Regions from separate parts of the Callithrix jacchus genome. Here region 1 is linked to region 2. Evidence: chromatin contacts called from public Hi-C data. All regions are on one chromosome and are shown on one strand. Each heading gives the region's core, a stretch centred on a gene start, on an enhancer-like site or on the middle of the called end of the contact. The rest is flanking DNA. Distances are from core to core; before and after follow the strand shown.

Region 1 (6,527 bases), core at 3,727-6,226, 230 kb before region 2:
TTAAGAACAGTCATGCCAGAAAAGTAACAAAGGCCCAATGAATACAGACTCCAGAAAGTAAATATTTTCTCTAAAACAAAAGTATTGTAATAATAATGGTCATAACAACCAGGGTGACCAAACAAAATCCTTTTTGTTGCCTGTCACATCGTTTCCTCTTATTATTTTCTAGAAGACTTAACTGCCCCCTAAGTCTTCTCAGAGGTGACTTTGCTGTTCCTCAAAAACCCTAAGCTTTTTTAGTCTCAGCTCTTCTTCCCGTCAACAGAGAAATCTTATCACGTTGAGAAATGGGCGGTCTCCTTCTCTCAACATCAGTTTTTCCAGAAATAGCACTTCCTGTCTTGGCTTCTTCAATGTCTTTTGCTTTGGGTAAGATGTCTCCCTGCCTGGCTGCACTGCTCATCTCCCCTTTGGGTGGATTTTAGCATGTGGGTGCTCACCCTGGGGGAGGGGGAGGACAGGAAGAATATGAAGGGCAGGCACCACCTGTGTAGGGCCCTGTCCAGGCCCCCAAATGCAGGACAAAGACCACCCTTCACTGCTGACTCCTCTAGAAAAAAAATTATTTATATATTTTGGTCACCCAGGCTGCAGTGCTGAGCATGATCTTAGCTCACTGCAGCCTCAACCTCCCTGGCTCAAGTATTCCTCCCACAAGCATGAGCCACAATGCCTGGCTAATTTTTTGTATTTTCTGTAGAGACAGTGTCTCACCATGTTACCCAGGCTGGTCTCAAACTCCTGAGCTTAAGCAATCTGCCCACTTCAGTCTCCTAAAATGCTGGGATTACAGGTATCAGCCATTATACCTAGCTGAGAATCTTTTCTTTTTTTTTTTTGCTGAGATAGTCTCACTCTTGTTGCCCAGGCTGGTGTGCAGTGGCTGGCATGATCAGGGCTCACGGCAGCCTCAACCTCCAGGGCTCACTTGGTTCTCCCACCCAGCTCCGCTCCCCCACCACCAAGTCACTGGCACTACAGGTATATGCCACCACACCCAGCTAATTGTTTTTATAATTTTAGTAGAGACAGGGACTTGCTATGTTGCCCAGGCTGGTCTCGAATTCCTGGGCTCAAGTGATCCTCCCACCGCAGCCTCCCAAAGTATTGAGATTACAGGCATGAGCCATCATACCTGACCCTTAGAGAATCTTGAGGCTGAAAATCAGGGGTGACCCTAATCAAGTTTCAAGTGACACAAACCCCCTCTGGCCTTGGGAGCAGGTGGGACCGGTGACTGGGCCTTCAACAGAGGAAGAATGACATCAAGGACAAAACAGCACTGAAGAGGCACCAAAGAGATGTGACCAAAACCCAGACGCCCTGGCACACAGCCTGGCACCTACCTCAATGCTCAATAGATACGTTTGCTTTGGCGCCACTTAAGAAACTTAACCGCTTAAAAACATAGTAGAATATAGTATAATAAGGAGAATGAAGGTGACTACTCAAAAAAGTAAAACAAAATCCCCTTCCCACTCACCCAAAGCCAACATCGTTTTCTGGGCAGACTAGGGATGTGTCCACTCCCTGACCTGTTAGCTCCATTCTTCCAGGGAATGAAAGATAAGAAGGCTGGAGGGCAGCCACGCACACTACCTGTCCACTTTCCCTGGTCTTTCTCGCCTCCACTCTCTTGGTCCTTAGCAAGCTCCTCTGGATCAGCAGCTGTTTCACTGGGTCCTTCAACATCTTCAATGGCTTCTTCTGAAACAGAAGAAAAACATGTCAAGGGTTAAACATAAAGAGAAGATGAAGGCCTTCTGGTCCCTATTGCAAAGCACTGCCAACCACAAGACAGGCACCAATGACTCATGCCGTTTTCTTTCCAGTGGCCCCTGGATGGCTGCCTGTGCTGAGGATACAGCGAGGTCTGGGTAAGCAGTGGGGACTTTCCTTCTGGGTAAACAGCTGGTATGAGGCTGTGACTTGCTCCAGTTGTGTGGCCATTAGGTATTTCTAGATAGATTCTGAATGCTTCACTTGAGCAGTTCTAACTGAAAAACCAATCCTGGCTGAAGCAATAACTCCACCTGAATCCCTGAAGTCACATGCAAGTCTTTTACACTTGAAAATGCAAGACGTGCCCACCTGTTCCCTTCAGGCCTAGCTCCATTCCGAGCCTCCTGGCATTGGCCTAGACCATCCCCAATCACTGACCCCTCACAGGGCTCACAGTGCCTATGCATGTGCCACAGTGTGTGTGAGTTGTTGTGAAGGGTCATAGAGTAGCAGTGATATGAGTTCAACGGTTTGAAGAGTTCCAGAAACCAAATGGCATCTGGTGAGCATGCCAGGAGGCAGTGGTGGGAAGCGAGATTTGTAGAATACACTTTCTTTTTGAAGCAATTCCATCCTCACTCACGATGGGTTTAATATGAAGGCAGGAAACGTCTCTCCAGTTCAGTACACAGTGCTATAGTGAAGGCAGAATGACCGCTGCCAACTTTAGGTTGCTTATGAAGGGAAATGCCATCCGGCCAAGTGGGGAAGAAGAGAATAAGATACTCTAGATGCTGAGGGAAACAAAGCGACACACTTTTCTCTTGCTGTTCTGGCCCTCTGGATCATTATCCAAAGCATACATTCAGCAAGACTGGGCTAAGGGAATGAATAAAGTGGACAAACCAAGGTGACATAATTTTAATAACAATGTAATTATTAGGTGACTGTGAAGAGCACATTTTCTTGGGTATTTAGTCGTGACCAGACCCCAGCCAGGAAGTATTGAGTCTGGCTTAGAACACTGGATCAGGGCTCTGTCCAGCACCGCCACAGGTCTCTCCAACCCCAGAGTGCTACTTTAGTTCAAAGTGTCATGCCTTCTGACCCTCTAGAAAACAGCCTCTACCCCAATGCTACTTTTCAATTTTTCAGTGTCATGCCTTCTGACCCTCTAGAAAACAGCCTCTGAATGTATCTCTTGAAGGAAGGAATAGGAGCACAAAGTACATTGGTTTCAGAGGGTTTCTAAAACACTGAGGAAGAAGGTATCTCTTTAGAATCAGATTGTCTTGACTCAAGAGATGATGGGGGTCCAAGGTCTGGAAAACTGAACTAGTGTCACGGAATGTTCCTTCTTCCTTATTGCCAAGAGGGAGTTTATGAGGCAGTCACTGGGAACACAGGTGAAGTGTGGTGCTGCTAATTTTCATCTCCAACTCAGGACTCCACATATAATCTCTCTGTCTCCTTTCTTGTCTCGCTGCACAGTAAAGTCAGCATCAAGTCTCCCTACTCTACCCTTAGTTCAAATGGAGAAAAATCAGGCAACCACAGCTTGAAGTCAATCAGATACAGAGCCCACATTAACACCATACATCATTTAGTACAGAAAACATATATAGGTGTCAGTAGAGCAGGAACACATCACACAGCATGACACAGAAACTACCTTCATTATGCCCAGATGGGATGTTCCACGCACATTTTTAGGCTTTCAATAAAATTGTTCAACATTATAATGATAAAATTCATCTTTGAATGGTGATACCAGCATTTGGTCAATTAATATTATTTATTACATTGGGTCGACCCAGATGAGCTAGGTCTCTTAAAGGATCCTTATTTGTCCCAATACATGCTGTGATACAAAATATCTGTAGTGGTAGGGATACATTTATGTATCCCAATACATAAAATGTATCACCAATACATTTATGCCTAGTGTTCCATTATTGGAACGCTAAGCTTGTGGGAGTTATTTATAGCCAACTGCTCAAGGTCATCACCAAGGTCTGATTTTTCACACAAAACAATTTTTGCAATCTCCAGCATAAATGGGTTAATCATATTTGATTAGGCAAAGAAATGGCTCAATGGCCTCTCATCTCTAATGCATACATATTATCACCTTAGATGGGGACAGTCTGACTCCTACAAACTAGAGAACACTCTGAGATGGTGATGAGCAGCGTCTGGAGGTGCTGCTCAGTAGACCTGGGAAGGGATTTACCTACTGTGAGGTCATATTACACAAGCCAGCAACATCATACAGCCTGCAGCTATCAGAGCAGAGAGTTAAAAACTCATGGTCAACCGACACTGACCCCAGTTCTTCAAGCCTTACCAAACAAATGTGTTGAGAGGCTAGAGACTGTAATGTATAAGCAGATCATTGAGGCATCAAGCAAGGAAACCGCATGTTGCTTTGCAAATATTTCTGGAGCTCTCATTCCGTGAGCCCACTTGGGCCTTTGCTTTCTTCCCTCCCTGCCTTACTGCAGGCAGCAAATGAAGGCAGCTGAGTTCCAATGAGAGGATCAACGAAAGAGGTTATTTCAAGAACTTATTTTGCTCATCTCTTTTTTTTAAAGATTTACAAATCAAGTCCTCTTCTTGAGTTCCTAGGTTTAATGTTATCATTTGTGATTCATTCACTAAAAGGCTGTTCTATGCGTGGTGGAAGAAGAAATGATTAGGAAAATCCTGGATAAGCCAGCTCCCTTGCAAGGGGATCAGTGTCCTAGCCCCCACCCCCACATAAAAACCAGGTCCCATTCAGCCCAGCCGGCTCAGCCCTGCAGTTCCAGCCGTAACCTACAGGTGTCGCCCTTTGCATGGCGAGGCCCCAGAAGGGCAGCGGGCTGCAGGAGGCAGACAAGAGTCTGGGCTGCCTAACCTGAGCATGTGGAAATAATATATGTCTTCAAGTGAACTGTCTGGTCCTGGAGAAATAAAATAGGACATTCATAAGCAGTTACACCATCTGTCTTTATACCATCATCATCAACAGCAAGAGGAAAAATAGCTCTTTAAAATGGATGAAAGCCCAGGCTGACAGTAACCGGAAAACTGTTGAGCTCTGAATACCAATAAAGGTAGAGGAATGATTAAAAAACAGCGATGCAACTAAAAATGCGTCTGGACAGCTCAGGCCCACAATGCTTTGCAGACAGGGTGTGTTTTATTGGTTCCGAAAGCATAAAGCAAGCGCGTACCAAGAGCCAGGCCTGGGGAAAGGCTTGGTCTCCCTGCCCTGGAAACACGTGGGAACCAGGGGCGAAACGGTATCCCGCTCTGAAACAGATTTGTGTCCACATGCTAAGCTCCTTGGGCTGTTATCTAGCCCTTGTTCTCTTTAGGAATGTAGACTTGATACACACGTGCTGGAGAATGAAGGGGAGGTTTTTTGTTTTTTTTTTTTTCCCCCACAGATCACGGACTTCATTCCCTCCTCTTCTGCAGAGTCAGTGGCAACTGCCTGGCTCATTACTACAGAAGCTGCAGATTCCTTCCCCCTATAATATCAGCTACCGACAGCCGGTGGGAACAAGCAAAGATTTGATGGACGATCGGTTTTATCTGGAAAATCCTGTCTTTCCTACAGAAAAAGGGGTTGCTTCCCTTCACCCTATGCCACTTTTAAGGCTGAAACAGATAAATCAAAACCAGCTTCTCCTTCAAGCATTAACGATATTTCAGATCCCAGCCAGAGCACACCAGGAATGCTTTCACAAGGGCGTGGCCAGGACCTGGGAGAGGAGGTGATTCCCACTTCCCTAGTCCAGCCCTGGTTCTCGGCAGGAGGTAGCAGGCCCAACGCATCCCAGACAGGTCTGTGTTTTAGAAGACGCCAGAGAAGGTGCCTCTAAAACTCCTGCAGAAGCCCACTTAGATAGTTACACCCCACAGTAGCCTCAAACCGGAGCACCCCCTCCTATATGTATTTTCATGTTAAAGAGGGAAATAAAAACAAATCTTGGAAAACTACAGCGTCTTCCTAGGGTCCCTTCTGCCCTTCATTTCCATGTTCAACAGTGACTGAAGGCCTTTTAAAAATATCTTTTTTGGCTGGGCATGGTGGCTCATGCCTATAAATCCCAGCACTTTGGGAGACTGAGGTGGGTGGATCGCTTGAGCTCAGAAGTTCCAAACCAACCTGGGCAACAGAATGTAAGATTCTATCTCTACCAAAAATGTAGAAATTATCTGGGTGTGATGGCAGATGCTTGTAGTCCTAGCTAACTTGGGAGGCTGAGGTAGAAGGATTACTTGAGCCTGGGAGACTGAGGCAGCAGGGAGCTGCGACTGCATCACTGCACTCGAGCCTGGGCAAAAGAGTGAGACCCTGTCTCAAAAACAAACAAAAAAAAAACAACCTTTCCATCACCACCTCCTTTTTACAATTGCTTCTCCCAGATAGCACTTATTACTGCTTGGCCAAACCCAGCCTGTTCATCACTCACGCCTCCTGGTTAAGTGCAGAGTCCTCAAGAGCAAGAATTCCAGCAGATAAAGACCTAAAAGGGAAAAGTTCCTGGGACAGCTTCAGTTTTTAAGGTGATGATACCCCAGTCTCAGAAATTTTCCCTTCAATCAAAGTGGTTTTGCTAACCACAAATGTAAACTGATCTCTTAATATACCTTATACTTAGCATCTTGATACAGGTGACTGCCCAATTCCACCATCGGTGGTGAAATCCGCTCCCAAAGGAGGTGAGTGTGCCAACTGGCAGCCCCATGGGAATCTGCAATCTTATGAACAACCGGGAAATTCATTCCTTAAAGAAGCACCAGGCAGA
Region 2 (6,695 bases), core at 2,069-4,568:
CATGTAAGGCCCACAGCAAAGAGCAGAGACCACCTTTCCAAAGAGTGGGCTTTTTTTATTCCCCTTTGCTTCTCCCATTCACCGTGAGTCCCCATTTGAAAAAGATTCACAAGCAGCGCTCTGGTCCTCGGCCAGGCCCTGCCCTGTTTTATTCTGTAATTATTTCCTACCTTTCACCAATGAGGAAGACCACACCTCCTTCCAGTTAGACATCTGGAAGTCTGCACCAGGATTTCCTCTGTCACCCCATTTTTCCACTGTCTGGACAATTTTTATAGTTTCACCAGCAAGGGCAAAATACATTGACAGTCCTTTCCCAAACGGCATAAACGTTCTCTGCTTTCCCCAAATAAACCTCAGGATTTTGTATCTGTTGAAGGAAAAACCAGCTTCGACTTCCTCCGTTAAAAAAGGGTGTCCAGGGGTGAGGGGATCCTACTATTGTCATTTCTGCCATTCTTTACTTAAACGACATTTTTAAAGAGGGTAAAATACTACCTTATGAAAAACCAACCAACACGGGCCCAGGTAATACACATTCATACAGTCAAGTACAAAGACTGAAAGTCTTCATCAATGCCCATCTCAATTATGTATCAAATTTTAAAAGGGGACACTATTCAAGACTCTGTCGGAAAAAGCAATCACCTGAGTAGTGACACCAACCTCCTGCCGTGCACACTGAAATCCACGGGCCTCTTCTAGTGTCTAGAAGCTGACCTGACACTTTAACCTTGATGCAGATAGGCCACAGAGAAACAGCGGAGCTATCACAAGGGAGGCAGAAACCACTCCCCCAGCCAGCCAAATGTACATCGAGAACCAAGGCCTTGAGCCAAAGAGCATTTTAGGAAGCAGGGCCTGAAATGGTGGAAGAGGCTTGCATTGTTTCTTGAGTAGTTAAGAACGATTGTTTAAAAAACAGAAAAGTTGGGAGATGGAGAAGAAAGGCACACGTGTGTTCTCCAGCAACTGCCACGGGACAAAGATGCTGGGAAGAGAGAAGTCCCGAAACAGGCCACTCCGGAACTGGAAGCATCGGTAGCCGCTCGGCTGATGTCTACACATATGTACTTTTTATGGACTTTCAGGAGTTTAAAGGCTTTTGAAAAGTGCTATTTGGATAACTGAAGGGAGACAGACTTCCATATCTGAACAGGCAGTTATATGACTTTTGGGGGGATACAGGGCTGAGATCAACTCTCTGATTAAGCCCCTTGGTCTTTCCGCACTCAGCTAATCCACCTCCTGCCTCTCCACTAAGGAGATTCAAATGAGAAGACAGACAGGCGACAGCCTCTGAACTGGAATTTTAATTCTGAATGCAGAGCCTGTGACAGATGTATGCAGCGGACCTTTATCCAAAACCGAGCCCAACCGATACACTCAGCAATTTTCTCCAGTCACACTCCTGGATGGAGGCAGGAACAATCAAGAAAGAAGCCAAACTGTTCTTTTGCCTCCTCCTTCCTGAAAGAGCCCCCATCAAGAAGTCTACACATGACCTCTCCAGTGTGAAAGCCCCAATCATGCCTAAGCACCCCAAATCGCCCTAAGTCCTGAGCCCTACTCATTCAGTAACACCCTCTCCCCTATACAGAGAACAAGCAGTCACTGACGCCTGCCCTAGAAGCACAGAGACAAGGGTCTCACTCTCAGATCAAAGGTTTTGTGGCCAAGTTAACTTTTGGGACAGAGGGTGAGGTCAGCAGCAGATGAAAATTCCACTGCGTTTTCAGAGTCCAGTGGAGCCAGTTCTCCCAGTTCCAGTCCAGGTCCCCCTGCAGATGACTGAAGGTGCTCCATACATTCCTAACTGCTATCCCAAAAGACCCACTTGAAATTCAACTCAAGGTCACCATTTAAGAAAGCCTTTCAGGCCCTTTGTGATCAGCTTCCTCCCAAAAATCAAGCAGAATAGAAAGTGAGAGGCACCCCAGCACAGGCCCCTCTTCTCAAGGTGGGCCAGCTTCCTTGCAGGGGAGTTTCAATGGCTTCATCTCAAACCACTCGCTGCCAAGAGTAGGGGTAGAAGGGCAGCACATGTTTTCCCTGCCTCACTGGAAGCTTTAGACCTGACTCCAGGGAGGGAAAAGGATGGAAAAATCTTAGAGGCAGCACATGTGTTAATACCAAAGCTCAAAGAATGCGCAGCAGAACCACCTAAGCCCCATCAAGACACAGAGGGCCAGCTAAGGCCCCTCTGGAAAAGCACACATCAAAACCCCCAGGCAGGAATCCTCGTATTGATGAGACTGCTGTGGTGACCCTCTGGTGGACAGGGAGAGGTTGTCACCCAAAAGGCAGATAAAGCCCAGGCATTTTGCTAAGATCCCCTGTCTGGGGTTAAAACCAACAAAAGAGAAGTCTTGCTCTGAAACAGGGCTGAATTTGCCACCTTGCAAACTTCCTGTGTCTCGCTCCCTGTTTTTAGTTGAGCCTTTATTCTTGTAAAAGCAAGAAACTCCATGAATGAAGGGTAAAGAAGGGCAGAAACATCAAAGAAAAGAAAAATCACCTTTAAATGTTAAAAGCCAAGTACCTTCCTTGGGCAAATAACTCTGCAGAGACATACCCATCACTGCAACCATGGCCTGGTCCTCACCTACCTGTTCCCTGGCCCAAAGAATGAAAACTAGAAAGAAACATTCCAGTTCTTTCCCTATTTCTGAAGCTTTAGCACACTGCTACTGCCAGTCAGCACTAAACCCTGCTCCACACCTCTGTCCCCAGTTTCTGTCCATATAGGAGTCATTTACCCTATTAGCCCCAAGAAGCTAACCCTCCGACATCTAACTGCCACTTTGCACATGTTCAAAGAGATCAATCCGGCAGTCAGCTTTAAATCATAGAGAAAAGCCATCTGACAGTTGTTGATTTTGTAGTGCTTCTCTTTAATCTGGATTTTGAAAGTGGCTTGCCAATGAGCCAAGATTTCTGCCTGGGTCTCTCCCTCGGGGCGGTTTGACACAACCGTAGCTTCTGTGTGTTCCTTTCTCAATCTGAGTGGCCTAAGGACACAGGACACTCTGCTTTGGAGAGAACAGGCACCCTTTATGACTTAAAGTAGCTCCTGCCAAGGAATTCCCTTGCCTGGATTCTATTAAAACTGGGTTCCCATTTCCCCTGACCACAGTTTTTAACTCAGGCACAGGACGGTGGTTCTGAGCTGTGCTGTGACTTCTAATATTAACCGTTACCATCAAATTCTCATACCAGAGCATTTGGATACCCCTATGAAGTTCACTACAATGGAATCGGCCTTCCTGTTGTGTTTTTACAGTAACACCCCCATCCTGGTTAATTGCACTAGCCTTGGGAACCAGAACAGGCCAACAGGCCCAAACATCACAGAAATAGGCCAGGCTAACAGCAAGCAATCATTTTAATAACAAATGAAAGTATAAACCACAGCACACACTGTACTTCTTCAGGTAACTGACAGGCACCTTCAGTCCATTAGCTCCATAGTGTGGGTTGAGTGTGAGATGGAGTTTACACAAGTTTCTTCAGGCCAGAATCATTGCTGCCTACCTGCAAATCAAGGCTAAATGCTCGGAGCTGAGAAGCAGGTGAGTTACTCCTAAAAGGTGAGGTGGTGGGGTGGTGGTGGTGGTGGTGGTTGTTAACTGTTGTTTTGAGAAGGAGTTTTACTCTTGTTGCCCAGGCTGGAGTGCAATGGTGCGATCTCGGCTCACGGCAACCTCCGCCTCGTGGGTTCAAGCAATTCTCCTGCCTCAGCCTCCCGAGTAGCATAGCTGGGATAACAGGCACGTGCCACCACACCCAGCTAATTTTGTGTTTTTAGTAGAGATGGGGTTTCACCATTTTGGTCAGGCTGATCTCGAACTCCTGATTTCAGGTGATCCGCTCGCCTCAGCCTCCCAAAGTGCTTGAATTACAGGCGCGTGCCACTATGCCCAGCCAAAAGGAGAGTTTTATAAAGACAATTCACTTTCTTCCCCTTTAAATAAGCCAGTTCGCTACACTTTTATAAAATGTTGCTTAGTCACTTAAATATTTACTTTTTAAGATGACACTCACTGTTACAACTTAGCAATAAAAGTAATTTCTTAAGTAAGGGTCTGCTCTGGGCCCTCAAGTATTTCCAGATTCTTACTGATAATGTGTAGGAGGAAGACAAAAAGCTCCACCCCCTGAAAGATACACTAAAAAGTGCACACAGTGACAATAAGGACATGTTTCCTTGATGCTGCTTGTGACCAGAAATAAACGAACTAAGCCAAATCACCGCTAGCCCCAGATAAGACTTTTCCAGCAGTCTGTAATTATGGATGTACTCTAATGAACTAACCACCTTTGAGTCACCCAAGATGAGCCAGGCCAGTCCTGGGAGTGTCTAGCAGTCATCATTTAAAGTCAGAATAATAAAAACCAAAATCTCGCTTATTTTAGCTCCTCGCCACTGGGCTCTACAGTTGGCACTGAGTTGACAGACACAGCAGTGAAATTCAACCTTCAAGCTGCAGGAAGGCAGGCACTTCGCCCTGTTGGAAAGAGTCAGGCAGAGGCCTGTGTAGAGTGCCTTTTTATTTGAGCCTTTTCTACCCTCCCTTAACATTCATTTGTGCAAACAAACAAAAAAAAATGGAAGGAAAGGAACCAAAATAAAGTGTCAGGTGGTTAGGGAAGCAGCATGTATTATTATTATTATCATCATCATCATTCTGGAATAGTTAGCAAGTGTTTCTCAATAGTTCCCTGTCCATCAATACTGTTTACAGAAGAAAGGGAAAACAGTAGCTCTATCTCATAGAAAGTGCAGCCATTTCAAACAAACAAAAAAAAAGGGTTGAGAGAGGGAAGTGACCCATGTCATAAAGACAGAAGGTCTCCAAGTCACTTAATTCCCTGTGATTCCGAAAGGGCTATTTTTAAAGTGTAAAAGAGCCGCTTCTGCATCTGCTCCATGTTGTTAAATAACACTTGTGTAATTAAATAAAAGAGCCAAGTGTGACCCCAGCCCACTCTGAGAGGCACTTTACATGCTTTCTGAAAACTATGCTGGAAACACCACGCGGACAATCTCCTTAGTCCTGTAATTTAGAAAAGGGGGAGAGGAAAAGTTTCTTTTGGCCATCACAGCTATAGACTCTGTGAAAGGGTGCCTTCAGGGTCTCTGCGAAACCGAATGAACACAAATGCAGGTGTGCAAACACCCAGGTATGTACCTCTCTCCAAAGACCCCATTCTTGAAACCCTTTAATTATTTGGGACCGTGGTCTTCTGACTTTCCTCACACCTCACCTTTGCCTTCATGGTTTTTCATGGTGAAGTAACTAGATTCAGAATCTCAGGCTCCCAATGGCTGTTCTGATAACAAGGAGCAGACTCACATTCCTTGCTGGGGCCTTTCTTGATCAGGTTGCCTTGGAAGATGTGTATTTCCCTACCCAATGAAGTCCCCACCACAGCACTCACACGTCCTCCTGGAGCCCAGCCTCCTGGAACTTGTGATTTTCAGGGTTTCCCTTGAAACCTAGCCAGAAACCACAGCCATTAACTGAACATGAAGGTTTGACACCTCCTGAATTTAGGAATGAGGGGACTCGAGGGGCCAACTCTACAAACTCACACCTGCTGCTGATGGCAACGAAACAGGTTCCCCAGCTAGGGTGAGCTTTAAATTATACTCTATTTATTTAAGGACTTGTCTCCGAGGATCTCAAAGCATGGAGAGAAGTAAGATGACGTGTAACTTTCTCACAATGTACCTTCAAGGCTTTGCCCTGATGCATTCCGACAAGCAGGCCCCAGCCTGAAGGAGAGGCCTTCCCTCTGCGCCCAGGCAGGGCCATCTGTCCTCTCTGGGGTTATCTGTCAGTGGCTTTTAGGGAGTCTGTCAGGCATGTTAAATGACACAAGTAGAGGGTTGCGGGGAGGGATGACCCTCCTGGATTCACCTGCTCACGGGCCGGTTTAGCACAAGAGGTACCACTGTGCCAGGCAATTCCTTCTTAGCACAAGCCATGCCTGAACCGCCTTCTTTACCCTCCAGGCCTTCTCCTAACGTCACACAGGTGTGTCCACCGCAGAAAAGACCATTTTCCAGAATGTTCGTTTCCCTCCAAGCCTACAATGGTTCTTTTTGTTATTGTTTTTCTGCTTCTGACCTAAACATAGGCATTCCTCCTCCTTAAACAGGATAGAAATCTTGACTCTCTCCTTTGCATCAGCTCCCCACCCCGCCCCCGCCCCCCCCCCCCCCCCCCCCCCGCGCTCTGTCTTTTCTGAGTGCAAAAAAACTAAAATTAGAGGGTGGACAAGATGATCTCCAAAGGTGCCCTCCAGCTCCAAAACTCTGATTCTCCCTTTAATTACTCCGCAAGGGCATTCTTCACATTGTTTCAAACTGACCAACGACTTCTCCAGGGCTGACAAGTGTGCATTTTTAGGCGGAGGCACCCAAACTTCTAAATGACACCAGTACCACAAGTATTCAGAAGGCAGGAACTCATCCAAAAGCAGATGCAGTTAAGGAGGAAGGAGGGGAGAATAGAGGAAAGGGAAGGGAGGAGGAAGGGAGGGCTTTACTGTGCACCCAACAGAATTTAGGTGCTCGCCCCCTAGGTAGGTTGCAACTGCAGTCTGGGAGTTCAAGTGCATCCTGCCTGCCCTTCCCCCACACGCCCCAAGAGAATGGGAAGTTCAGCCAAGACTCGCAGCACCTGCCT

Evidence for each region. A called contact is a pair of places that touch in the nucleus more often than the background predicts.
Region 1: a Hi-C map of skeletal muscle shows a contact between it and region 2, with 5 times the contacts expected there. The contact joins two enhancer-like sites. A contact is called at or near these places in 2 of 3 Hi-C or Micro-C datasets (both in skeletal muscle).

Annotation. Positions count from the first base shown.
Region 1 is chr20:29,059,635-29,066,161 of calJac240_pri, reverse strand. ZFHX3 (zinc finger homeobox 3) reads right to left here. Exons shown (of 24, transcript XM_078357602.1): 19 at 1,603-1,710. Among named protein-coding and RNA genes, the nearest start is that of TRNAK-UUU, 670 kb to the right of the region's middle. Within about 2 kb of position 4,976, at least 2 of the 16 cell types and tissues checked have an H3K27ac peak or open chromatin away from gene starts, as enhancers often do. A contact at or near this core is called in skeletal muscle, where this site is marked.
Region 2 is chr20:28,831,139-28,837,833 of calJac240_pri, reverse strand. All of the region lies in intron 16 of ZFHX3 (zinc finger homeobox 3), which reads right to left. Among named protein-coding and RNA genes, the nearest start is that of TRNAK-UUU, 450 kb to the right of the region's middle. Within about 2 kb of position 3,318, at least 2 of the 16 cell types and tissues checked have an H3K27ac peak or open chromatin away from gene starts, as enhancers often do. A contact at or near this core is called in skeletal muscle, where this site is marked.